Linked DNA regions of Mus musculus: regions 1, 2, 4, 5, 6 and 7 are each linked to region 3. The links are chromatin contacts, called in public HiCAR-type and HiChIP or PLAC-seq maps. All regions are on one chromosome and are shown on one strand. The core of a region is the stretch at or near the end of the contact, and the rest is flanking DNA. Distances in the headings are between cores, read along the strand shown. Region 1 has its middle 60 kb from the start of Gm40659. Region 2 has its middle 87 kb from the start of Gm40659. Region 3 has its middle 33 kb from the start of Gm35413. Region 4 has its middle 130 kb from the start of Gm35615. Region 5 has its middle 34 kb from the start of Gm35615. Region 6 has its middle 59 kb from the start of Gm35615. Region 7 has its middle 47 kb from the start of Gm40660.

What was found. HiCAR-type assays count read pairs that join an accessible place to other places. HiChIP or PLAC-seq counts read pairs in DNA pulled down with a chosen protein or histone mark.
Region 1: a contact with region 3 is called in a BATF HiChIP or PLAC-seq map of CD8 T cells, with 11 read pairs. The contact joins two enhancer-like sites. A contact is called at or near these places in 2 of 484 Hi-C or Micro-C datasets (Th1 cells and cortical neurons) and 3 of 115 datasets of contacts at active chromatin or transcription factors (CD8 T cells, bone marrow-derived dendritic cells and pancreatic cancer cells).
Region 2: a contact with region 3 is called in a FOXA1 HiChIP or PLAC-seq map of pancreatic cancer cells. The contact joins two enhancer-like sites. A contact is called at or near these places in 1 of 484 Hi-C or Micro-C datasets (pancreatic cancer cells) and 3 of 115 datasets of contacts at active chromatin or transcription factors (CD8 T cells, embryonic fibroblasts and pancreatic cancer cells).
Region 4: a contact with region 3 is called in a HiCAR-type map of Th17 cells, with 4 times the contacts expected there. The contact joins two enhancer-like sites. A contact is called at or near these places in 1 of 484 Hi-C or Micro-C datasets (embryonic stem cells) and 1 of 115 datasets of contacts at active chromatin or transcription factors (Th17 cells).
Region 5: a FOXA1 HiChIP or PLAC-seq map of pancreatic cancer cells shows a contact between it and region 3. The contact joins two enhancer-like sites. A contact is called at or near these places in 4 of 115 datasets of contacts at active chromatin or transcription factors (CD8 T cells, bone marrow-derived dendritic cells, fibro-adipogenic progenitors and 1 more).
Region 6: a FOXA1 HiChIP or PLAC-seq map of pancreatic cancer cells shows a contact between it and region 3. The contact joins two enhancer-like sites. A contact is called at or near these places in 4 of 115 datasets of contacts at active chromatin or transcription factors (CD8 T cells, bone marrow-derived dendritic cells, fibro-adipogenic progenitors and 1 more).
Region 7: a contact with region 3 is called in a BATF HiChIP or PLAC-seq map of CD8 T cells, with 70 read pairs. The contact joins two enhancer-like sites. A contact is called at or near these places in 1 of 484 Hi-C or Micro-C datasets (Th1 cells) and 2 of 115 datasets of contacts at active chromatin or transcription factors (CD8 T cells and memory CD8 T cells).

What each region holds. Positions count from the first base shown.
Region 1 is chr13:5,316,775-5,320,267 of GRCm38.p6, reverse strand. No RefSeq gene overlaps it. Among named protein-coding and RNA genes, the nearest start is that of Gm40659, 60 kb to the right of the region's middle. Within about 2 kb of position 1,842, at least 9 of the 459 cell types and tissues checked have an H3K27ac peak or open chromatin away from gene starts, as enhancers often do. A contact at or near this core is called in CD8 T cells and pancreatic cancer cells, where this site is marked.
Region 2 is chr13:5,344,475-5,348,037 of GRCm38.p6, reverse strand. No RefSeq gene overlaps it. Among named protein-coding and RNA genes, the nearest start is that of Gm40659, 87 kb to the right of the region's middle. Within about 2 kb of position 2,132, at least 52 of the 459 cell types and tissues checked have an H3K27ac peak or open chromatin away from gene starts, as enhancers often do. A contact at or near this core is called in pancreatic cancer cells, where this site is marked.
Region 3 is chr13:5,768,213-5,771,848 of GRCm38.p6, reverse strand. No RefSeq gene overlaps it. Among named protein-coding and RNA genes, the nearest start is that of Gm35413, 33 kb to the left of the region's middle. Within about 2 kb of position 1,993, at least 85 of the 459 cell types and tissues checked have an H3K27ac peak or open chromatin away from gene starts, as enhancers often do. A contact at or near this core is called in CD8 T cells, Th1 cells, Th17 cells and 1 more, where this site is marked.
Region 4 is chr13:6,156,973-6,161,021 of GRCm38.p6, reverse strand. No RefSeq gene overlaps it. Among named protein-coding and RNA genes, the nearest start is that of Gm35615, 130 kb to the left of the region's middle. Within about 2 kb of position 1,406, at least 22 of the 459 cell types and tissues checked have an H3K27ac peak or open chromatin away from gene starts, as enhancers often do. A contact at or near this core is called in Th17 cells, where this site is marked.
Region 5 is chr13:6,253,152-6,257,076 of GRCm38.p6, reverse strand. No RefSeq gene overlaps it. Among named protein-coding and RNA genes, the nearest start is that of Gm35615, 34 kb to the left of the region's middle. Within about 2 kb of position 1,591, at least 31 of the 459 cell types and tissues checked have an H3K27ac peak or open chromatin away from gene starts, as enhancers often do. A contact at or near this core is called in pancreatic cancer cells, where this site is marked.
Region 6 is chr13:6,228,748-6,232,778 of GRCm38.p6, reverse strand. No RefSeq gene overlaps it. Among named protein-coding and RNA genes, the nearest start is that of Gm35615, 59 kb to the left of the region's middle. Within about 2 kb of position 2,063, at least 7 of the 459 cell types and tissues checked have an H3K27ac peak or open chromatin away from gene starts, as enhancers often do. A contact at or near this core is called in pancreatic cancer cells, where this site is marked.
Region 7 is chr13:5,406,240-5,409,926 of GRCm38.p6, reverse strand. No RefSeq gene overlaps it. Among named protein-coding and RNA genes, the nearest start is that of Gm40660, 47 kb to the left of the region's middle. Within about 2 kb of position 1,301, at least 19 of the 459 cell types and tissues checked have an H3K27ac peak or open chromatin away from gene starts, as enhancers often do. A contact at or near this core is called in CD8 T cells and Th1 cells, where this site is marked.

The sequences.
Region 1 (3,493 bases), core at 593-3,092, 450 kb after region 3:
CTACAAGGATGGGTGTCCAATGAGCTGCGGGGATCTATCTGTTTTCATTTCTTCTCAACCAGAACTACAAATGCATGGAATGAGTGCTGGGGAGACAAACTCACCTCTCCATGCTTGTTCAGCAATCACTTTTGTGACTGAGTCAGGAATCTAACAATAAAGTTCTTAGAGAAGAGATTGGTCTATAGGACCATACCTGACAGTGTTTTCCAGAATCTTTGAAGGCAGATCAAACAGTAATTGTGAAAATCCCTGAGTACTTAGTGACAGTTAAGAACAAGCAGGAAGTTTTAAATCCTGATCATGACAATGGCATTAGTTAAAACTCTATGGTCATAACCCAAGTACTTTCTCTTGTAACCTACTGGAAAAGGGTAGCAATCTACATGTTCCCATGACTCTTTTATAGTGGAATTCTAAGGGCCTTGTTTCTGTCATACTACATTAGCAGCATGGTCAATGGCAAGGGGATTATAGAATTCATTGTCCTTTCAGATCATCAGTATGTTACAGTTTTGCCTAGGGAGCAGCAGGGTGTTGTGCATGAGAGATTGCCAGTAATTTAAAATTTGGGCATGATCTTTTTGTATAGAAAGTAATAGACAAGTAAAGAAAAATTAATTTCAATGGACAGGTAAATGCAAGTCATTATTTATATGTAACATGTATTCTTTGAATGGCTACAAGATTCTATGGAAGAGTGCTAAATGCACAAATTTACTCTGGGTAGTTAAAATTGGGCTTGTCACACACATATATGCACATGCATGAGTGCACACACACACACACACACACACATACACACACACACACACACACACACACACACACACACACACTCACAAACATACACACCCTAACCATTCATTCTGACGCCTATGGGTTTTATCTGATGAGCACTATTGAGTAAGTGCTACCAATGTGAACTATAATGTACACAAAGAAATTCCTTAAAACTGAGCATACCACAGTTAGCTGCAAAAGTGTATTTAGTAATTAGATTAGGTGTGTGTTTTAACTAGCTTCCTGTTACTATAACAAATAACTACAATGATCAACTGTTTGGATCCCAGGTAGGGAGTTTCCAATGAATGTTTCATTTACCCATTGTGTTGGATATGTGGTCAGGTAACACACCCTAGACAGAAATGGGCAGTGGAACAAAGCCAAACACCTCAAAGCCTGAAGAAAAAGAAGTAATGAAAAGAAGTGAAGAACCCACTGTCTCTCCAAGGGAACAATTGCATGAAGAAAAATACAGTTCTCTAAGTGTCATAAATGTCAGCATTTTAAGGCATGATAGATAATGCTTGGGATCAAGCCTTTAACATATGGGTCTTTTAAGATGTTCTACATTGAAGATGTAGCAATATATGTATATGCAAACACATCTTTCTGTAGGTATATGATTTGTCTTGTACACTCTTATGAATGTGTCTGTGTGTGCATGGGAACTCACACAACGTCAAACCCAAACTTTCTTTTTGAGTATCTTAAAGGGAAAGTCATATACTGTAGTGACAAAGTAACTTGTTTCTCAGTACCACTTTTGTAACATCCTGCAGATGTGCCTACTTACATATTATGAGCTGAAGAGGACCATGTGGTCGATGACACATTTGAGAGCTCAGTACAGACAGCTTCCTGATTAGAATCATTGCCAAGTTTTTAACAACAAGAACTCCTTTTGTGGGTAGTGGGTCTGGTAATGCCTTTGTGGAATTCCTTCTAGGCTTTTCCTCTGTTTCTTCATGGAACTTCTGTTGTGGGCTGGGTGAAGCTCGCATGCACTGAACCTAGGAGAAGCTTTCAGGGGTTTCCTGTGAGGGAAGACTTTTATTTCTTGGTATATGTAGTCATATACACTGGGGCTACAGCAGCTCTGGGCAAAATCCCTCTACTGCTATACTCATAGACCAGAGAAACTTCCAAAAGACATTGTATTGAATTATCAAAGAAGAAAAATAAGCAGGTCTTCCCTTGACATAACTGTTGCTTGGTCTTTCTGTTACATTTTATGAGATTTGGTGTTTTTAAGAAAATGGAGAAATCTTTTGTAAGCAAGAGAGGGGTGTGTGAGTTGGAGTGCTTGCCAACATCACCTCCTAGTCTCCATTAAGTACTCCGAATGTTGGGGGCATTCCAAGGGGCCCATCTCCTTTATACAAACTTTGTTTATCATAGGGCTTCCTCTGTGAAAGAATTATGTTTTGTTCTCTGTGCTATTCGAATAAAAAGTGCTGGCTTCACCATTCAGCTGTTTCACACAATTTAATAAAAACAACATCAACAATTCAAACAAACAATAAAATGAAATGGGAAAATCTTTGAAGATCTGAGAATAAGAGTTTAACAAAAGTGTTAGGTCCTTTGAAAATTAGATTATTAGCCTTCAATAAAGTGTTATCATCTATGCAGAAAATAAATATGGCCACCCTAGTAAAATATAGTTTGGAGAGATGTTGTTACAGCAACCAGCACACAGTTTGTATTTCAGATTATTATATGTACAGTTGGAATTATTTTTGTTGGTTGTTATTAAAAACAAAAAGGAAAAGGCCTGGAGATTCTAGCTTAGTTCAGTCAGTAAGATGGTTTTGTAGCATGCATGAAGCCCTGGGTTCAGTTCCCAGGTTTTCAAACACCAGGCATGGTGACTGAAGCCTGTCATCTCCAAACTCAGAAAGTGGGGGCAGGAGGATTAGGGACACACTAGGAGTTTGAGAACATCATGGATACAACAAAGACTTTTCCAGAAAAGGTGGTAGGTTGGCAGAGAATGACAAGGCATGACAAGACATGAAAAGTTTAACTAAACCAAAATACATTATCAAAGTGATATTTTGAGAATATAATAATTACTAATCATTTGAGCTTCAAAGAACCAAGGCTTGATTGGTCAGGACTCCCTGTTTAGAAGTTTTTATTTGAGTAGACAAGGAAATCTTTTCTTTATTTTATTGAAAATGATCAATCACAAAATTCAAAACTTAAAAAATTGTAAGTTAAGTTTAAGGGCTTATTACGTATTACCATCCTTTATTCCTTCATTTTCTTGGTCAGGGCTCGGGGACAGAGAGCTGGGACTTCATGTGTGCTAAGCAAGGGTTGCAGCATTGGACCTTGTCTTTAGTGCAATTTACAGATATTGTCTAGTAATTAAACTGTGGAAAACCTAGCATTACTTATTAGAGTGAGAATTCTTTGTATTTTTGAAGGATTTAATTTTTTTGTATATTAATGTGCATAAGTATGAACTTATGTTTGCATAACTTATGTTTGTGTGTGTGTGTGTGTGTGTGTGTGTGTGTGTGTGTGTTTGAGAAATTCAGAAAAAGGGTGCCAGACTCCTCCGAAATAGAACTGCAAGTGTTTGTGGAATACCCAGCTATTATGTCTTTGTAGTACTAGGAGCTACATGCTAGTCATCACGACTGTATAGTAACAACTGAGCCATTTCTCCATCCCTGGTTTTTAATTTTTTTGGGCCAAG
Region 2 (3,563 bases), core at 883-3,382, 420 kb after region 3:
AGTCTGATCTTCAGTATCTGAGCCTGACAACCACAGGAGCCTTTGTGCTGTTTATTTATTTGATGGCTGTCTGTCTCTCTCTCCCTTTCTCTCCCTCTCTCTGTCTCTCTCTCTCTACCTGAGTGCGTGTTTCCTTCTTTTATATGTTCTTGATTCCTTCTTTTCTATTAAAATTTTAAAAATGTTTGTTTCCAGGACAAAAAAAGTAAGACTTTTAATGGCAGCCAGGAGATGAGATGAGATGGTGTTTGGGTGTTTGTTTTAGTTACAGGAAGGTCACTACAATTACAACTGCAGGCAGACACCTGCACCATCTGTTTTTGTCAATAAGCCTTTCAAAAGAACACAACACACAGTCATTTCCCATCAGGATGTGTTCTTTCAGACCTGTGAAGAACATTGGCTCACCTGGAACATGACTATTTCTTGAAAGATTTTTTTTTGCTATATTATATGATGGTAAGAATTGGTTGTTAAATGTGAGAGTGGGTGGGTAGGGGAGCAGGACAGGGGGAGGGTATAGGGAACTTTTGGGATAGCATTTGAATTGTAAATAAAGAAAATAGCTAATAAAAAAGGGGGAAATGAGATATATAAAAAAAGAGTTGGTTGTTTGTGAGGAAAAAAGAAATCTTGTCTCAAGTTAAAAGCTTGAATCCCTACTCTGTCTCTCTGTCTGTTCCCGAGTCTGTGTCTGAGTGTGTGTCTGTGCCTGTGCCTGTGTCTGTGTCTGTGTCTGTGTCTGTGTCTCTGTGTCTGTGTCTGTGTCTGTGTCTGTGTCTGTGTCTGTGTCTGTGCCTGTGCCTGTGCCTGTGCCTGTGCCTGTGCCTGTGCCTGTGCCTGTGCCTGCCTGTGCCTGTGCCTGTGCCTGTGCCTGTGCCTGCCTGTGCCTGTGCCTGTGCCTGTGCCTGTCTCTGTCTCTGTCTCTGTCTGTCTCTGTCTCTCTGCCTCTCTCTGTCTCTCTGCCTCTCTGTCTCTCTGTCTCTCTGTCTCTGTCTGTCTCTCTCTCTCTGTCTCTCTCTCTCTGTCTCTGTCTCTGTATATTAGTGATGACTGGGGAAATGGGACAGGAGTTTTGGAGAGCAATCACAGCCATCTAGCCATCACTGTTCAGGCTGATGATTTGAATACCTGAGAGAGACACGAAATGATTAACACATAATACTATAGACGGTAATGGGTATACCACTTCCTGGAAAAGACATCATTCATAGGAAGTGACCACAAGTCTTTGTCAACTGATTCCCATCCCTGGAAATATCCAGTGAGTGAAGTTCCAAAGCCTTCAGAGTTTGGTCAGGCATGACAACTCTTTATTTGTTGCTCTTAACTCTTGTGATGGACACAAAATCCAAACAATAGATGTCTGTATGCATTAGATATTTTTGTTCACATGTGATGTAAACACTACCTTTATCATTTTAAATAAGGGAAATTAAGACTACAGCTTAGCAAGAAAAGACAATACCTTATCTAGCCTCCTGAAAGTTCAACAGTTTCATTACCATATCCCACTGTATCATAGCTATTAAAAAAAAAAACAAACAGAAAATACAGGCTTTTAATATTGTGGATAGGATTGTGAAATCACAAACACCCCAGTATGTGATGAGTGCTGTGTGTAACAAAGAGGCGCAGCCGCATTTCTTCACTTTCCATCCTCAGAACAGTCTTAAATTTTAGCCTTCTCTAGAAGGATCTCCCTGATCTTGGAAGAACAAATATTCTCCTGGATTAATTATCTCGGAGGAAACAGTTTTCCAAAGGGAGCCTATCATGGATTGATTTTCTATGTTAATGAGTTATTTATTTTCTCATATATTTCTAAGTCATCTCCGTAAACATCGCTTAGTTTGAAGAAATGAGGAGTTTTTGTTTATTGTAGAAAAGCACATTTTTAAATTACATGCATTTTTTCCCTTTTTGGGTGAGGCAAGAAGGAAAGAAGGAAAACCATAACTTGTTTACTGCAAAACAGAATGTTCGGTTAACTGCCCAAATCAGAACTTTCCCGTACTGACTTAGGAATGAGGGCTGATCAGTAATCTTCACCAAGTTCGGAGGGTTAGAGGTGACTCAGGCTCCATGAATGTGTTCTGGTCTTATTTAAAGAAAGGCCCCTGAGTCATGTGGAGTTGTGTCAAAATGTGTGGTATGTCATGTTATTTTAAAAAGACAGCTTGGGGAGAGGAAATTGAACTATCTTTTTTTTTTTTTCCAGGGAACTTTGCCCTCTTGTAGAAGTCATTTCCCACACATCTCACTTTCTTTGCAGTCAGGCTGTGGTGTATTTTTATCGTAGATATATCCCTAATGACTTCTCATGTCGAGCTTGTGTAGTGAACTATTTTTCATTAATATTTATCCTCAGCTGCTGTTAAATGCATTGCTTACAGCTGAATACATTTACCATCGATCTACTATCATTTGGATGTCTCATCCATCTGAAAGGATGGCTAAACACATATATTTGTTATTTTTAACAATAGGAAAAAATTCACAAACCTAAATGAGTTTCAGTTATCTTAGCTAAGTAAAATTTGAAAGTGTCAATCTTGTTTGTATTCAGAATTTTTAAGTACATGTAAAAATTTTTTAGAAATGTAAAAAAAAAATTAAATTAAAAAGTATAAATACCCAAAGGACTGCCAGGGGAGGAAAAGGCAGCTTTCTTTAGAGCTGTAATTTGTGGTTGGTTGACCATGCTTCTGTGCATGTCCCCACATACATGTGCATGTGGAGAGCACAAATTAAATTCAGTGGCTTATTTATATTTAAAAAAATAAGAAGACGAGGAAAATGAAGTTGCAAGGATGTCTGTGTGGATCCAGGAGTCTAATGGAGAAATGGGACAGAAACAATTCCACATGTATTAAATTCTTAAAGGGTAAATTAAAATATATAAAAATAGATGGGCAGAGGGGAGGTATAGGGGATTTTGGGATATCATTTGAAATGTAAATGAAAGAAAATATCTAATAAAAAATTTAAAAAATAAATATGTAAATTTTAAAAGTGTAAAAAGTACTTTGATGAATAAAATTATACTTAGTTATGATGAACTGTAACTTTAGGGTTCATGATCAAGTATGAAATCTTGAATAAGGGCTTGTCCAAGTATGTGAGCTGATTTGTTATTATAAATCCACTTTTGCTTTTGAGAGTCTTTCTCTATACAACAGGAATAGTATACATTTCAACTCCAGTTTGGGTAAATTGCTTCTGGGTCTATTATTCGGTTCAATCAACCAAATACTAATTAAAGCCATCCCATTTCCAAATCTAAAACACTGAGTCAGGAAACATATCCCTATGTTCAGCTTGACATGCTCCATTTCTTGCTTATTTTCAGTCTCAATACAATGCCCTAAAGATACACTGCCATTTTACCCCTATTTTTGCTGATGAAAACTGGCCAGACATGCAACTGCTTGGGTGTGAATCAGTCTACCACAATTTGAGAATTGAGTCTAACTACAGATTTCAATGGAAATGAAATAATTGTAGTAGACTTTTAGGGTTAGCAGGAATCTTGATCGAATTCCCATTGGTGGGAGTTGCAT
Region 3 (3,636 bases), core at 744-3,243:
AAGAGGTCCATGGCACATGACAAACAAACAGAGAGAGGCAGGCCTGGTGGTGCATGCCTTTAATCCCAGCTCTAGTGAGGCAGAGACAGGAGATTCTCTCTGAGTTCCACATCAGCTAAGGCTACATAGTGAGATCCTAGTTCAAAAAAACAAAAGAAGACAAGATGTGTACACTCAACCACATACAAAATGATGCTGATAATTTTATACAGAGATCAAATGTAAATAGTGTGTCTTTTATAAGGAAGATTTCTTACACGTAGCTCCTTCCCTTTGTAGTTAATACAGCCTCCTTGGATTATCTCCGTTGAAATAATGTTTAAATGCAAATTTTCTGAATTCTTTAGGTAATTTAGCTCTTTAAGATGTATTTTCCTTCTCACATTGAAGTGACTTAGGCTCCTGTGCTGCTTCTTGTCTTTTTTTGTTTGTTTGGGGTTGTGGAACTTTTAAAAGAAAGGACAGAGCTTTGCAGGAGGTACTGAGGAGCTCATCTTTAGAAGAACGTTGAGCTAGACCAGACAGACTGATCACTGTCGTCAGATTGGATGCCTTTCTGTAATTAGACATAGTTCAAAGAAACTTTTACTCCAAATTACTCTACATCCTTACGTGTCTGGGATCTACTCAGAAGAGAAACATGACAAGGTGTTTGAAACAGTCTAGACTCTAGTCATCCTGCTCTCTTCTTTTGTTTGATGCTACCCAGCAATACAGTTTCCCTTGGAGGGACAGGAGAAGCTGAAGCAGGCCACCTTTTCTATATAAGGACATTCAGACAGCTGGTGTCCAGGCGCCTTGAGGTAAGCATGCATTCAACAGCTGGATTCCTCTTCCTCTTTTTCTCTTTGTTGTTTTCATCCCAATGACATCAGCTCCTGATTTTATGATCTCCATGTTGGACAGGGCATCCTTATCTGTCATTATTATCTGGGCGAGGCTTTAGTTATGAAGAGAAGGAAAAGATGATACCCAAACTAAATGGTAGTGACATTTGTCTCTTTGCCTCTAAACTGACTGGAGTCATGCTGAATCCATCCAACAATTCCCAATGCTCCAAACTGTCTTATTTCCATGCTTCCATTTTCTCTTAACTGCTAGGATTTTTCTCCCCACCTTACCCCACATCCCAGCACACTTGCTGAGTGCTTTCTCTTCATATTTATCTCCATGTAAGACAGAACTGGTGTTTTTCTAAAATTACATGGTACCTCTTTTGTGCACACATTCTAAAGAAGTCCTGAGATTCTCTCCCTGTATTGATTTGGATGGAGTTGCCTCGAGCTGTCTGCTCTTAGGGAGACAGAAAGGTCACGTTTGTAATTGCTTTGAAAGTAGAGAAACTTCCAGAAACTTAGAAAAAGGGTTTTTGACCTTAGGGTCTGAACAGTTAATGGAGTTGTTTGTGGATGAGGTAATGTTTTGTTAACTCAGAGTCTGGACCTGTTATCCTGTAGTAACTCACTGAAGAAGTCTTTAACTGAAGGTGTGTGGGAGCACGGAGAACATTTCTGATTATAGAAACATTGATCTGATGTTCAGGGAGGCAGTTTTAACTTTCCCAGTGAGTTAGTTACAGCAACCCAGGCATCTCAGAGGATGCTTCCGTCTAGCTTTCCATCTTGTTCTGTTTTTGTTCCCTCCATATTACTAATTATGAATACAAGAAAGGAATGACTTTTCTGATGCTCTATGTCTTAAAATCTCTATTTTCAGATTAGCAACCTCAGGGGTAGTGATAAATAGGTCACTTATTACTGACGTCACAGGGAACTCCATGCGTGCCTCAGATGAACCAGGACAGATTTGAACAGTAAGGTATGGAGTTCTGTGATTAAGACTGTAAAAGACCTCAGCTCACTTTGAATGACAGATGCTAGCAATAGGTTAAAAATCAGAGTAAATGCTGAGAGTTTCTCTTTTTGAGACACATCATTTGGGTGGAAAATGACTCATGCATACTGGCTGACACAATGACCCTCCTGGGTGTGGAGGGCACTTCCCCACTATGCTTATCATAAACCCCAGCCCTCATTCCAAAGGGCCTCATTTACTGAGGGGGTGTTTTCTTCCTCACAACTAACTGGCTGAACCAGAAAAACTGTGAAATACTTTGGATTACTCAGTGAGAGGCCATTATTACCTGATCCTTATCACACCTCCAAAGGCCTTTGCTGTATAGTACATGCTGCCTGCCTCTCATTTCTGTCTTTTGTTTTCCACTTTTCAAGTTACTCTGAAGCTGGAGGGGGAGTTACAAGGAAGCCCCAGATATTCTTCTCTCTCGGCAGAATTTCCTGGTAAAGTTGAGTCCCAGATCCCAGTGTCCGGTTAGGGCTGATGACCCGTCCAAGATTAAGGCTTCCCAGGCAGGAACTAACCTCCCACATCCTCCAAAGCGCCTGCATAATACTTCCATTCTGACTTTGGGTGGCACAATTCCTATATCCATCAACTATGCAATCTGCACATGGTACTCTGCAAATGGCTGTGGACTCAGGCAGTAAAGGTCTTGTTCTTCAAACCAAAGTTGAATATCAAGGAATTAGGGAAGAAGGCTTGTAATGCAGGCAGAGGGGAAAGCTTCCTGTGGGCAAGGTTGTGACTGACCCTGGGTGGGCAGGAAGACCCTGTGTTTATCATTGTGCCTCGTGTATATAGTGGCCTCTGAGATGACAGTTAGTTGGTTCATTTTCACAATAAGGCAAAGATCCAGATATCCTGGGGATATAACGTGCCGCATAGTCAGCCTGACTTAAGTCCAATAGCACGAAGATATTATTTGGGGCGGCCTATCATATCCATAAGCTCAGTAAAACAGTAGTTGGAGAATTTCTGGAGGGTGTGTAGGAAAGTGTGGTGAAGACATCATCTCTGCACTCATGCTTGTGTCTTTGCATTGTGCTTATAGTTATAAATATCTATTTGCCAGCTCAGATACTGTTTTGCTGTCTGCTGCAAGCCTCTACATTTTCTTCTCACTTCTGTAGCCATAGCCCATATGGCTGAAAGATGTGTAAAGAAAGAAAATCATTGTATTTTCAGTGGTTCAGACTGAGTCTGTTTGAATGGTTTCAAACCTGCATGAATATAATTACAATAGAAGGAAAATTCTCCCCCCAAAATCTATATCATATTAATGCTGATAACATTGCTCTTTTTTGTCCTCTACATAAGCCAGCCCCATGTACAAGTACTACACAGACTGACAAGCTCAGCTTTCATCATTTTATTGGGTGTTATTTCTAAGATCTCAGTATAAACAGGGTGCTCCCTTGGGATGTATTTCAGCATCAGAGTGTTTGCCTCTTGTGTGAAAGATTCTCGAATTGGGCTTTGGTCCCTAGCATCACCTCTAAAAAATAATAATAAATCAATAAAAGATTTAAAAAAAAGGAAGGAAAAATTAAAATTGTCAGCCTGTGAGTAAACTAGTATTGTCTTTTCATAATCAAACATAACCTTTTTGTCAGTGGAATTTTATTTCATTTTATAGTGTTATTTGGGTCCCTTTTGTTATCAGAAGCATCATTAATACATTTCTGTAAGAATAGCGGAACTCAGCTGCACATTAATGTTTTGGGTAGAGTCTGGAGTCAGAGTGGCTCAGCCGATCTTAGATGCCATGACTGTCAG
Region 4 (4,049 bases), core at 157-2,656, 390 kb before region 3:
CATTAAACACAAATGTGCACACGTGCACATGCATGCAGACATACACATAGCACAAGCACATGCAAACACATGCATGCACACATTCCTTCTAAATGAGTACACTTAGATCAACAGTGAAGGTGATTGGAGTATGTACATAGAAAGTAACTTGAATAAATTATGAGATAACAGTGCACACCCACTCAAATAAGAAATCAATAAGCAAAGCATCAGAGCAAAACGAAACCTGTGAGGCTTCTGAGTGCTGTCCAGGATGACATTCTTTGCTTCTAATTTGGTGCCACTCCTGTATGACACTTTGCAACTTTACTAAAAGCAACCAACATTTACTCTGTGACCGCATATACCTCTCCTATTTGTACACCAACATGGAATGTGTGCAACTAAAGCAGATCTATAAACGTGTGTTAGGAGTCCTATTTGTGATGGCTCCAAGCTAGCATTAGCTCAAGCATCCATCACAGTATCATTCTAAAACTGCATTATGTTCTTATCATAGGGCACAGGTAGCCATGGAAAGGTTTTCAGGTTATGTGGTCATCAGGTACACTGGGAGATAACCACTCTCTGTTGCCTATTGAATGACACTGTTTATATAGTATGCCAAATTTAGTAAGATCAGTAAACCAGGATAGACATTAGGTTTTTAACAGGTGTGATTTGAAAGTGATAGGATGGTCTGAGGGATATTAAACACATCCCGTTGCTTTATCTGGATAGTAGTATGGGTAGCCTGTGTTCATTTTTTTTAAACCAATAGGCTTTACATTTATGATTGACAACATGGATTCTATACTTTAAATGGGGAGTTAAATGGTTTAAAGGTAAAAAAGTAAAGGAAATATTAGCCCTGTAAGTCCTTCTACTGTCACATTCTGAGTACTACTAAGTTCAGTCATCACTATTTTTTTTTTAAAGTTTTTATTTCTTTTCTGGGTTTTTCTCTAATGTTGCCTGGACACATAAACCAGCTGTCCAAATTTATCTTCAAAACTCAAAAGCAGGAGTTGATAAAGTTGAGGACTAGCTGGTTAATTCTTCATTTTCTTTGACGTTTAGTCATATAGATACCAAAGTATCTTCTTTTAAAAAGAAATATGAATAATACTGGCAGAAGGTGAACCTTCTCAGAATAGCTCTGTTTGGGGATTCTGAGGATAAATGGCCCGATTCAAAAGCATGACCCTTGTTTTACACAAACTTGTAAAGTTTCAGTTTTGTTCCAGAGCATGTCCCAAGGTGACTGCAATAACATGCAGTGAAAAAAAGTGTAAAATATGAATGGAATCGTGCCAATGACATTTAAGATGCAGGTTCCACAATTCTTTATGAACAGGACACTGCAGCCTACTCTGACGTCTTCAAATGGAAATCACCCTTTCTTCCCTAGGGGTTGCACAAAACCCACTGTTTCCATAGAAACTGTGTCATGTGATGTCAGAACTTGGGGGTAGGCCTTGAAGGATGAAACAAAGGGAGTATTGGCTAGCTAACAAGAAAAGCAACCTGCATTGATAATACAGTCTCTCAAATAACAGGAAGAAACAGGCATGCATGCACATGTTCTATAGTTCTTGTCATGTTTAGAAATTGCATACAACCTGTTTTCCAAAAGCATGCAACATTGGGAAGTCAATATTTCTTTCCATGCATCAGGTCACTGAGAAAACCTGGGGGTTTGGGGAATTCATTAGCATCTACTTTTTCAAGTTGATGGTGGAAGAATTTATTTGGCAAACCCTTGAAATGTGACTTCTGTCTCGGGGGGTGGGGGGTGGGGGTTGGATAATGCTCAAAGAAACCAGCATAATGGAAAAATGTCTCAGACAGATATTAACTCTACAAATGTAAATATTATTATTATATTTGTAAATATACAAATAAAAATATTATTTACAAATGTAAATTTATGGGGTTTTATGTGGGTTTTTTTGAAAATTCAAAACTAAGAAATAATTTATATAAATGCTCTCAGGGTGTTTATAATACAAAGGGTTTCAGGAACAGTCTTTGCAGGATAGAGGGTAGCCTATTTCCTTCATCCAGGGAAAACATCGGAAGCCCAAATTTGGAGGTTCTACTCGACTTTGTTCAAATCATGTTATTAGCTATCTATCTATCTATCTATCTATCTATCTATCTATCTATCTATCTATGTTTTGAGTGTTATATGCTACTGTGTGTGTGTGTGCTTGCACATATGCCCACTAAAGGAGGACTATGGGTATACCACTCTCATTCTCTCCACATTCTTTCATTGAGGCAGAACCTCTCACTGAACCTACAACTCTACACAGTGAGAAACTATCAGTGACCTCCCTCCTACTATATGGGGTTAAAAATGAATAGATCTATACGTATAATTGACAGCATGAACTCTGTGCATAAGGAGAAAAGTTAAAATATTTTAAGGTTGAAGAAATAAAGGGCACCTTCTATGTCTAGATGGTATCTCCATATATACTCTCACAGACACAATTGGAGAACTGTCTTTCGTCATCACTTTTTTTTTTCTAAGTTTTGATTTGTTATTCAGGATTTCTCTCCAAGTCTATTTGGATGCATAAGTATGGTTTGCACTGCAGTTTTGGACACTTTGTGTGGGTGCTGAGGATTCAAACCCCAGTTTTGATGCCTGTCAGGGTTCTTATCTGACAAATCATTCGCTAAGACTGAATAAATTTGTTAAAGGTGATGGTATCAACCAGAGGGATTGACCGTTTCTTCTGCTTTTAATTTTTGATCAAACTGAGTAAGTAATTGTGTTGTTCTAGCAGCGTGGCAGAAGTGGATTCCCCTCTAACACCCATGACCTCACTAGCCCTGGGATGCTGGCTGCATTCTCAGGACCAGGCATAATTTCCCTCCTGTTGAGTGGCCTGTAAGTTCTCTAGACAGCTGTTGGTTGCCATGGAAATGTGAGTGGCACTTATTACACTGTATGGGTATCTTGCTATGCTTGTTTTAAAGAGAATCCGTGACTCGGAAGGGATTTAAATGGCTGTTAACATTGTGGATTCATTGGTTCAATTGTTGTTAATTTGGTGAATTTAGCCTAGTAAAAGAAGTTCTTACTGTGGCCATTAACTTGCTAGAATATTGTCTTTTGATAGTTTACCTTTCTTCGTTTTTATTCAGAGAAAATAAAAATCACAAAGTATTTTGCTTACAATCATTACTCACAAAAGACCTTTAAAATGGTTAAATTTACATATGTACACATGTGCACACATGGATATGTAGACACTAATCATATAAAATCTCTACTATCCATGTGATACAGTAGTAACCAAGTTCAGAGTACTTCACAACCTATGAAACAGTTTGATTAAAATTGTATTGAGCCAGAGGGAATTTGTTCAAGTAATGCTTTTTAAATACATTTTAATGTGCTTCCCACCATCTGGTATCTCTTAGAAAAAGTGTCACACACACACACACACACACACACTCCTCAGATAAGTTAAGTGTGTCTCAATAACAAGAATAGCTGTGTTTATTTTGTACCCACACTATTTCAGGCAGAAGGTTCCGTGAAACTGATTACCTTTTATAATTTTCATGGAGACTTTAAAAGCAAATGATTTGATTCTCAGTTTATTGAAGAGTGTAGATAGACTGAGTCCTTGTCTGCAGAAAACCGCACTTGGGTGTCAAATCCTCATCTTGCTGACCACAAACAGAAAACCTTTAAAGAACTCTACAAATACCGTATTTAGGATTAATGGATGCCAAAAGACTCAGAGCCCGAGAGGCTCTCATATTACACCCACACAGATGGTGATCCCATTATGGAGGAGGGTATCTTTTCAGAATGGCAGACACCACCTAAGTACAAAGCATTTGTGGCTAGAAAGAGAAGAGTATACATGTTCAAGGTGAAACCTCAGTGTTACCCTTGTATCTCAGGTGCTATAGCCTCCAAGTATAACAGCTAGATCCCCCTGACACCCAAAACTGACTTCAAAAATACCACTGTGGTCTGCATTCACTGTTGCCATGGTGCTATGCGTCCTTTCTATCGGCAGAAGGTCAATCCTGTACTTAAA
Region 5 (3,925 bases), core at 342-2,841, 490 kb before region 3:
TAATCCAATGTTTGTAGCACCATGCTGAAGGCTAGAAGTTTTTATAGATTGGTACCTGAGTTGTGGAAATAGGTTACTATGGAGATACTCACCACCCTTGATTCTCATCTCATTTCCTCCACTATTTGGTTAGGTATTGTTCTAGCTCAAATTTTTTTGTTGCTATACCAATAACCTAGCCAAAAAAAAAATCACTTAGGGGAAAAAGAGTTTATTTAGTTCACAGTTCCTGGTTACAATCCATCATAAAAAAGAAGGCAAGGTGGCAGGAATTTAAAATAGCTAATCACATCCCATCCACATTCAAGAGCAGAGAAAGTATCAGTGTAAACATGATTCTTCATGCTCAGCACCCTTGCTACACTTACACAGACAGAACCTCCTGGCTATAGCATGGTGCCACCCACTGTAGACTAGGTCTTTCTATATTAATTAATAATTAAGACCCTCATAGACATGCCCACAGGAAAACAGATTTAGAAGATTTCTAATTGAACCTCTCTTCTCAAGTGATTCTAAATTATGTCTACTAGGCAATTAAAACTGTGACAGCCCTCATGTAAAAAAGCGTTTGCCACATGCCACATTGTTATGAAGTGCTTGAGTCCTCTGAAATCCTGAGCAAAAATAAACCCTTACTTTAGGTTGTTTATGTCAGGCTGGAGTGATGACTCAGTGGGTAAAGTGCTTGGTTGCTATATAAACATAAGGACTTGGAATTTAGATCTCTATCACCCATGGAAAGGCCAGGCATAGCAGCACATATTTCCAACCTAATTAGGAGTCAGAGACAAGTGGACTCCAGGAGTTCACTGTTCAGTAAGCTTAGCCAAACATCCAGATCAAGGGTCAGTGAGAGACTTTGTTACCACTCCCTCAAATAAGGTAATGAGTGATAGAGAAAGATAACCAATGTCAACCTCTTTTCTCCAAATGTGCATGCACCACACACATACAGATTTTTATGAAAAGTTGTTTCTGACATATATTGGTCATGATGAGAACAGTTAACTAATGTGAAGGTTAACACATACTTGCTTACCTCATTTCCTGCCTTTCAGGAGTCTTATTCTTATCTTGTTGGATAGAAAGCAGGACATGACTCAATGGTAGTGTGGTTATATTGACTTTAACCTAAGTGCTATGGAGGTAGTCCAAGGCAGAGGAGTAATTCTACTAGAGGAATTATACATATTGGGAAATAGGTAGGACATGAGATATTTCTCAAGTGACATATAATCAACTCCTCAGATGATGTCACTGGATGAGTATTCAGATTTCCCATCAGGGGATGGATCCTACACTCTATATTAAAAAGTAATGTCAAATCCCTGTGGTCTTACTTTCTACTATTCTCAATGCTCCCATGGCTAGATGAAATACCATGGGTAGCCAATAGTAGTAGCGATGTGTCTCTGTGCTTGAACGCTGTTTGAAGACAAACCTTCTTGAAGACTTTGTATGAGCCTCTGCAAGGGAAAGGTCTGGAAAGACAATTATACGCAGTGCATTTCAACCCATATGGCTGAGTCATGTAGAGAAAAGGATCAAGGTCACATTGTGGGGATATCCCGAGGTGCAGGACAAGGAAGTTAAGTCCTCTTCCTTTCACCCAGCTGGCTCATTCCCAAGGCAGAATTGCCAGATGGATGAACTCATACAGATCTAAAAGGAACCATACAAATGGTTGTTTTATTCGCAGTCATCAGATGTCAATTTCACCTCTCCTTATACTTCTGTCTATAGATAATTTGAACCATTTCAGGTGATAAGAGGCCTGTTAAAACCATTATGTTGTTGTTGTTATTGGGGTTTTTGTTTGTGTGTGTAGTGTGTGTATGTGTGTATAAACTGTAACTCATTTATTTTCACAAGACATTACCCATAAATTGTGTATTGAAATCCTATGGGCAAAACTCCCACTAGAATTTGCCTCCCTTGGCAGATGAGTAAGCCGACACATTGCGTGCTAACCTCATAGTTTTCTCTTTATAGAAAAATCAACCCCTTGGGGGAAAGCAGACATCATGCCTCTTGTATCCTCAAATCCTGAGAACTCGTAGGCCTGAACTAAAAGAGCTGGAAGATCCATCTTGAGGAATGTCTATGACCTCTTGGTGTTTGTTCTTTGGCTGTCAGATTTGTAAATACCTCCACAGTCTCACTGATGGAGTGCATCCTGCTTGTTGCTGATTGTGGACTCTGTGTGACAGGCCTGCTGAGAGCTCACTGAGAAGACAGGAATGTGTTAGGGAGTCACATTATACTTAGAACATTACACGTGTCATTGTACCTCAGTCTAAATACAAACTCAGGCTCCTAACTTTATCCAATTTCTACAAATAAATACATTGGTTATTTTTCTCATTCCTCTGACTACAAAACTATACAAAAGCAACTTAAGGGTCAAAAAGATTTATTTTGGCTCATGGTTTCAGAGAGGAAGTTCATCATTGGCAGGAAGGCATGGAAAACTAGTTCAATGGATGTGGGAATGGAGAGCAGAGTACTTCAAACATGGTGAAGCAAGAATCAAAGTATCACCTTTAATGTCTTGTGCTTACCAGATAGGAACAGCACCCAGAGGATCCACAGTCTGTCAAGGAGCATCACCCACTGAGGACCAATCACATGCACCCATTGGAGGCAGTTTGCATTCAAATCATGAAGAGAAGGAAAGCAACACTTTTCTTGGGTTTGGTGACCTTCTAGAAGTTTCACAGGCTCTAAAAAATGAAGTTGTAATCCTACTTATTTCATCTAGCTTGGAGTCTGCCATTTGCACTGGACAGCTCACCTGTCTCATGGACACCACAGCAATTTTGTTTCCTCTGCCTATTAGCCTCAACATCAATCTCTTTCTCATGCCTTCCTGTACATCAAACTCTCTACCTCAGTTACCTTCTTCTCTGGATGGGAATCTAGGTCTACTCCTTATTGTCAATAGCTTGAATCTGCTTTCTCTCCACTTTCTCCCTCATTAACAAGACAATGTGGTCAATATCTCTTTTGCAAGTTATTAAGGAGATGAGATGAATTGCTTCTTATTAACATTGTGTGTACAGTGTTAGTATGTAGTGCCCATGCCCTGGTGTGTATTTGAAGGTTAAAGGACATCTTTGTGAAGTTGATTCTGTGCTTCCATTTTTTCTATGGGTTCCAGAGATTGAATTCAGGCCACAAGGCTTACACAGTAAGAGCTTTTCGAGTCTGAGCCAAGTCCCTAGCCCAAGATGAAATGCTTCTTATAGATTTCTAGTTCCTTCACTCTCCTTACAGAGAAGTGTTATTCCTAAACCTCCTACACATGAGTATCCCCCAATTAACGTATCAAAAGGCATATTGGTGTAAACATAATTCAGATTAACAGCCCAAGGCACACAACTTCTGTTCAAAGAAAACCTTTCCTTCAATATGTGAACTTCAAAGGTTTAGAGGCCTGGAGATTAACTGGCAATAATGAGATGAACAAAAGAGTCAGGATTTATACATGTATTTGAACAACCATTCAATAAATAGGAAATATTGGAAGATAAGCAGCTGAAGGAAGGTGATACTGATTTGTGCTAATTTTTTGAGGTGGTATCATGGTGGGGAAAATATCATGGTTGACTGCTACATGGTAGAAAGAGAGAGCTAAAACCATGTGCTTGTATATCACATGACTCATAAATATAAATATTTTTAATAGAAAGGGGTTTAGCTGTTATTCTCAAGGCCTGAGCCTCCCTTCCCAGGTAATCTATTTCCTGTAATCAGAAAATAGATTCCACAGCTTCCCAATTTCTCATGACAGCACTGCTCCTAGCTGTAGAGCAATTGTTCACACACATGTGCTTGTGAGAAACATTTACATTGAAACCATAATGGTCCATGAAGACTCAAGAATGAAGCAGTTTATGTATCATTCTTAACAACCCAAACC
Region 6 (4,031 bases), core at 814-3,313, 460 kb before region 3:
GGCTTGCAGAAGATGATGACTTTTGTGGCCTCTCAACATTGCAAATCCACTCTTAAGCATACTTCTTGACAAACTTTCTCCCAGGATAAATGTTAGGCAGTTTTGTACAATTAATAGAGATACAAGATAATGATGTAATTCTTAAACCCAGACAAAATGAGTCAAGATTCTTCTTCTGTACTTAATTTTTTTTGTCCTCTTTTGAAATTGTAAGCAAATGAATGATTTGGGAGTTTTAAGTTTCATTCTTAACTTATTGTTGCATTGATTCAACTCTTGAAAATTTTCCAGAGGCCAATTAGTCTGTGTGCTAAAGAGGCACAAGTCAGGCCCAATGGCACAGGTCTATAACTCCAACTAAGATGCTTTTAAGAAATGAGGGAGATTCCAGCTCTCTGGATTACAGAATGAAATCAAGGCCACTCTGGAAACTTAGTGAGACCCTTTCTCAATTTTTAATATGAAGAATATAGATCAGTGGTATTTTAAAAATGCTTACTATATGTTATGCCCTGGATTCAATCTGTAATATTAGAAAGAGAGGAGAGGTGAGAAGCAAGGAGAGAAGGAAGGAAGGAAGGAAGGAAGGAAGGAAGGAAGGAAGGAAGGAAGGAAGGAAGGAAGAAAGGAAGGAAGGAAGGAAGGAAAGAAAAGGTGGGATAGTTTGAATGAAAATGGCCCCAATGTGCTCACCGGGTATGGCATTATTAGAAAAGATTGGGAAATGTGCCTTGTTGGAGGAAATGTATCACTGTGAGTGTGCTTTAAGATTTAAGAACCTCAATCCATGGCAAGTGGCTCATTCTCTCTTTCTGCTGCCTGCTATAGATGTAGAACTCTCATATACCTTTCTATCTCATGTCTTCCTTCATGTCACCATGCTTCCTACCATGATGATAATGGACTAAACCTCTGAACTACAGGTCAGCCTCAATTGAATGTTTGTTATTATAAGAATTTTTGTGCTCATAGAGTCTCATCATGATACTAGAAATCCTAACTTGATTCAGATTGGAAGAAAGTAAAGAAAGGAAAAGAGAGGAGAGAAAGAAAAGGAGAATAAATACATAAAAGACAAAAGAGGAGGAAGCAATTAGATAGACAAAATTATATTAGAGATGTAAGATTTTAGGTTTTCAGAGACTAGGGAAGAAAAACATGGGCATATCAAAATGAAATTTTAGCTGGAAATTACAATAGCAGGGAGGTTGGACTAAATATAATTTGCTATTTAAGGAAGTAAGTATAAATAGTTATGATGTCTTGAAATAAGGGGTAGCACATAACCCTCAGTACCAAAAGAGTAGGCCACAGGTGAATATCCTATTACAAGAGGCAACATGGCAGTGGTGGCTTTATTTGCTGTTAAGATCCTCATGTCTCTGGTTAAAGAGGGTTTGCTGAAACACTCCAGGACATGCAAATACTATGGAACTATAGACACAGGGTTTTAATTATGCCCCTTGTGCATGCCCATTATCCATTTGAATCTCCTTTGAATTATGACCCATTTGAAACATAACTGAACTCTCCTAAGAAACAAATATGGTTTCCTATATTCAAAAATAGAATAGTTTTTGTTAATCTCTTGAACATTTACCTATAGTCACAGTTTCATTTTATAATTTGTAATATCTGAGCCATTTAGAGTACTTATTAACTCTGGATCTCAGGACTTAGTGCTAATTAAAATTCTGAGAAATGTAACAGTATAATAGTTCAGCATGCAGACACCGGCCCACTTGTTTTAGATTGGTTGTCATCACAGAACACTCAAAGGCATGCCTTACTAATGCCCTAGACTTTTCTTAATCTAGTCAAGTGCCAAATCAAGATTGGCCAGCACAGGGACCATTCATCTGCCTGCACTTTTAGTGCTCTCATGTCGACTTGAATTGGGTGATACTTGGGATTACTTTAGTCTCAAGTATCATACAAAATTTATAAATTCATAAGTAACTTTATCTGATGATAAAAAAAATATAAGCCATTGAAACAAATATGACAGAGTAATGAGTCACCCATAAGCATGGGTGATTCATTACCTCTGATAGCATGGAAATCAGGTGCTGTTTTCTGATAGGCTGGTTGGGTAGCATCACTTTTGGAGAGGATGGGATCCGGACCACTGTGTCAACTAGAGCAGCTGCAGCAGGCTGCCTCCCCATAGTTTCTCAGGGAAAGCCTGTTGTGTTCCCTCCTTTCCGCCACACATTTGTCAGGCGATACTGATTGATATTTATGGTTCAATTTCTCCCTTTAATAATTGCCACCCTCTTAGTTCGGCTTAGTCATCTTTCCCTGAAGTCACGACTTGAATCTTAAGGACAGGGCCCTTTTCAGTGGGTCATCTGTTCCTTGCATCTGGAAGGCTGGCATGATTTCATCGTCTTGCCTCCTGTCCTCACATGCTTGCTGTATCTCCAACAATTTTTCATAGAGTCAAGGAGAAAATTCTCTTTTTTTATTACTTTATTTACTTACATATCAAATGTCAACGCCTTTCCCACTCTCCCCTCCGCAAACCTCCCACCCTATCCCCTCTCCCTTTTGCCTCTAAGAGGGTGCTATCTCACACACACACCCACTCCCACCCCATCCCTCTAGCATCCCCCTTTGCTGGAGCATCAAACCTCCACAGGATTAAGTGCTTCCCCTCCCACTGATGCCAGATAAGGCAATCCTCTGCTACACATGTAACAGGAGCCATGGACCCACCCGTGTATACTCTTTGGTTGGTGGTTTAGTCCCTGGGAGCTCTGAGGGATCCAATTAGTTGATAACGTTATTCTTCCTATGGAGTTGCAGTCCCCTTCAGCTCCTTCAGTCCTTCCCTTACTTTTCCACTGGGATGCCCAGGCTCAGTCCAGTGATTGACTTTGAGTGTCTGCATCTGTCTTAGGTGCTGGCAAAGCCTCTCAGAGGACAGCCATCCTAGGCTCTTGTCTGCAAGCGGTCCTTGGCATCAGCAAGAGCGTTGGGGTTTGGTTCTGTGGATGGGATGGATCCCAAGTCTCTGCTCCATTTCTCTTCGGACCCTGCATTTTCTTTAGACTGGAACAATCCTGGATTGAAATTTTTGAGACGTGTGAGTGGCCCCTTTCAAGGAGGAAAGTTTTGATCCATTCCTTTTTAGCCATTTTTAGACTACTAGAGTTGCCTGCTCTCAGGAAAAAAAGTAATTCTGGAGACGAAGAAAGAAGCGCTGTAGGATTCCAAGCACCATGTTCGACTCTCACACACTTTGCATCCCCAGGACCACTGTCTCCCCAGAGTCTGCCCAGCTGTGTAAAAAGCCCATCCATCCATTATCATCCATTATCAAATGGAAGGCATCCAGACCCTTGGTGAGAAGCGGGAGAGTGCTAATGTCCACACAGGGAAAATTATTGACCATGAACTGAGAAGTTTTTTTTTTTTCCTATTCTCCTCCCTGTGATTAGAATTACTAATTAGGTCAACATGAAATTAAAATGATTGCAAGACTGAAACATTTGAGGAAGAATCTCTTAAAGTCCATTTTTCATCACTGAGCTGAGACTAAATTATGCTGTCAAAGTGCCATATTATTTCAAATTAGCCAAATTAATTAATCTACTCAGTCCTTGGCTATATTAATCATCTGTTTTAGGATTTTTTTTTTTTTAGAGAAAGAATGTGACTTTCTCAGTTTAGTGCACATAGATTTAGTGCACATAGATGAACTTCTCTGGAAGGTAGTGTCCCTTTCTGTAAAATCTGTTTTGTTGTTGTTGTTGTTGTTGTTGTTTTGTTTTGTTTTGTTATGTTTTTTAAAACTAGGCAGTGATAGGATTCCATCAAACACAAATTATATTTCAAGTTTCTTTTGTTTGTTTCTTTGTTTGTTTGTTTTTTCAAGACAGGCTTTCTCTGTGTAGCCCTGGCTGTTCTGGAACTCACTCTGTAGACCAGGCTAGCCTGGAACTCAGAAATTTGCCTGCTTCTGTCTCCCAGGTGCTTAAAGGCATGTGCCACCACACCCGGCTTCAAGTTTCTTATTTTTTAATATT
Region 7 (3,687 bases), core at 52-2,551, 360 kb after region 3:
AGGATAGTGTCCCTGTGCCCTTTAGTTAGTCTGGCTAAGGGTTTATCTGTCTTGTTGATTTTCTCCAAGAACCAGCTCCTGGTTTGGTTGATTCTTTGTATAGTTCTTTTTGTTTCCACTTGGTTGATTTCAGCCCTGAGTTTGATTATTTCCTGCTGTCTACTCTTCTTGGTTGAATTTGCTCATGTGTCATGACCTCAACCTTTAATGATTTTAACACTTTGACTTACAATATAAAGTTAATTCCCAAATACCTACAATTTCTATATTATATAATTTATACATTGGTCAAAGAAAGTCACTTAAACATATCAAAATCATAGTAAAATGACTAGTTTTACTTTATTGGCAATTGGTGACTGCAACAGTTAATCCAGTCCTGAAATAATTTTTATAAACTCCTGCGTGTATGTGTCTGTCTCTGTGAGTGAAGGAATACTACTGACATAGTACGTTGGTTGAGATGAAACACCATCCTTGGATGTCATCATCTTTCAACTTTCTTTAGACAGACACTGCACACACTAGGTTACCTAGCTCATGAGCCTCCATAGATTCCCTTGTCTTCCACTCCCATCTCTCATTAGAAGGGCTGGTAATACACAGAAACATGCTTCTATTTCTAGCTTTGTGTGAATTTTGGAGATTTTTACTCAGATTTTAATCCCCCTGTGGCAGGTCCTTTTACCCACTGGGGTTTTCCCCTAGCCCTTTGAAATTATTTTCAATAACCATGAAGTAACATAAGATTGATAAATCAGGTTGAGAATAATCAGTGAAATCTCTGCTTATATCTTATTCCTTCTAATTCATACACACATTGTTTTACAGATATCCCTCCATTAGAGTCTCCTGATAGCTGTGCATTGTCCATGTTTCATAGGGGAGAAGAGGCCTCCAACCTATGTCCATCAGATATATTCTTGGCTATTCAACAAAATCTAGTAAAGCTATTCCCCAGGGGACAGTGAGTGCTGGTAGGGTCTCCTGCCAGAGATGTCTGTACTCACTCTGTTCTTGGGAGACACTGATTTACCTATAGGATTCTAGAAACTAGAATTTGAGAAAATATAAACTTCGTGCTGTGGAGTTAAAACTGTGCCAAGAGAACAATATACTGGTATGTATATGGAGCTTTTGTGAAACCTCCCTATAGAACAAATTAGCATGACAACTACTGAACTTCCTCTAAACCAAGTCCTTTTTAGGCAAGGAAACCAAAGTTCAGAAAGGTTGCTCCAGTCACTTCTGATCATACAGGCCAGTTGTGAAGTGAGAGGCTTTTTCAGTTCAATGTGCTTGTTATCACACAAGGGCAGGAAGTCGGTCATATATACGAAACCACTTTACTTTCCATCAGATGTGCTTTCTGCTTCTCTGAGATTCAGGTAAAAGGAATGAACCTTAATGTAGTAAGCACTTATTCACTAGCAAAATCATTTAGTGGCAACTACTGATCCTTTGAGGGAAAAAAAAAGTCATCACTGTGGTTACATCCACTCAACAGAAAGGTGCACTTGGACTGGGTGACAGGGGGATGTGTAGACCATCAGCTTCTGCAGGAAGTGCTTAATGCTGTTATTTACTAGGTTACAGTAGCACTCACATGAAACGAAGAATCTAAAGCTCATGAGAAATTTGCAGTGGCGTGCCTTGTAAAATGTGCTGGGAGCAACCTAAAGGAAAGAAAAGTTATTGAAAACTGGGAGTCCAGAAAGCAAGAGGAGTTCTTTTTTTGTTGAAAATAGATTTCCTATCCTGTCTTTTTTTTTCTGTTATTCCAAATGAATTTGCAAATTGCTCTTTCTAACTCTATTAACAATTGAGTTGGAATATTGATGGGGATTGCATTGAATCTGACGATTGCTTTTGGCAAGATGGCCATTTTACTATAATTAATCCTACCATTCCATGGGCATGGGACTGAGCAGAGACTGAGCAGACAGTGTTCAGAGCAGAGACTGAAGGAAAGGCCATCTAGAGACTGCCCCACATGGGGATACATCCTATATACAGACACTAAACCCAGACACTATCACAGATGCCAAGAAGTGTTTGCTGACAGGAACCTGATATAGCTGTCTCCTGAGAGACTCTGCCACAGCCTGACAAATACAGAGGCAAATGTTCATAGGCAACCATTGGACTGAGCACTGGGTCCCCAATGGAGGAGTTAAGAGATAAGGCTGAAGGAGCTGAAGGGGTTTGAAATGCCATCGAAAGAACAACAGTATCAACCAACCAGATTCCCCAGAGCTCCCAGGGACGAAACCACCAATCAAAGAGTACACATGGAGGGACCAATGGCTCCAACCTCATATATAGCAGAGCTTGGCCTTGTTGGGCATCAATGGGAGGAGAAGTCCTTGGTCCTATGAAGACTCTAAGCTTTAGTGTAGGGGAATGCCAGGGTAGGGAGGCGGGAGGGAGGGTGTGGGTTGGTGGGTGGGGAAGCACCCTCATATAAGTCAGGAGAGGAAGGATGGGATAGGGGATTTCTGGGGGGAGGGGGGGGCGACCAGGAAAGGGGCTAACATTTGAAATGTAAATAATGAAAATATATATATAAAAAAATAAAGCAAGAGGAGAGGATGGGGCTTGGCTCATAGCTCAGTAATAAAATGCTAGGCCCACAAGCATATGAGCTTCAGTGCAAACCCCAGTGCCAACTTAAAAACAAACAAACAAACAACACATAAGAAAACTAAGCATGTTTGCAATCTCTTGTAATTTTAGCACTGGTGAAGGTGAAACAGGGGAATTATGGGGGCTTTCTGGCTACCTGTCTAGATTATTCAGGCAGCCCCAAACCTCAGTAAGAAATATAAAATATGATCTTATTTCTCAAAACAATGCAGATCCCTCCTAAGCACTAATATCTGAGATTGACCTCCAACCCCATACACATAGATATACCCCCATGCCACACAAACATACATATCCACACATTCATTTGAAAACACACACACACACACACACACACACACACACACACACACACACACACTCAGCGACCTGCAAGGGAAGTGGGTAAGTTAAATTCTGAGATAATCAGAAATGATATTTTTCCTCAGTGCTCTTATTTAGTCCCATATCTTAGGTAGGCAGGGGCATATTCTTGAAGACAGATAGGGAATGCTCCCTCTTCAGGCATGAAGTGGTTTATCTGTGTGGCTGAAAGTATGTGACAGAGAACAATCTTTTTACGGGATCTTCATGCTCTCTGTCCATCTTTGTGTACTATAATGTTATTTCACTACTCATGGACAAATATATTTTCTAAGAGGGTATCAATTCAATGTTTAAGATGATTCTTCAGGTGGACTTTTAGAAACACATAAACAAAGAAGGTTGAAAATTTCAATGTACTAAGCCCTCTTTCAAATAAGTACAAAAATTTTTGTTTAAATAACTCATGGCAGACAAGTTTATACGTCCTCATTGCTTGCCCATTAAGTCTATTTTCTCTGATTCTGGTAGCCCTACCATAAACAAGTTGGAGGGAGGGGGGGCTTTTTACCAATTCCAAACAGGCCTTATGCTGAGAAATGAGTAATAACTTACTTCTCTCAGAATATATCTTGCCCTCAATCATACATCATTTTATATTCATAAATGTATAGTGTTGGAGTTTCCATCACTGAGGTTTGTCTTTGAGGCAAGGGAGAGGCTTAAGGACTAACCACT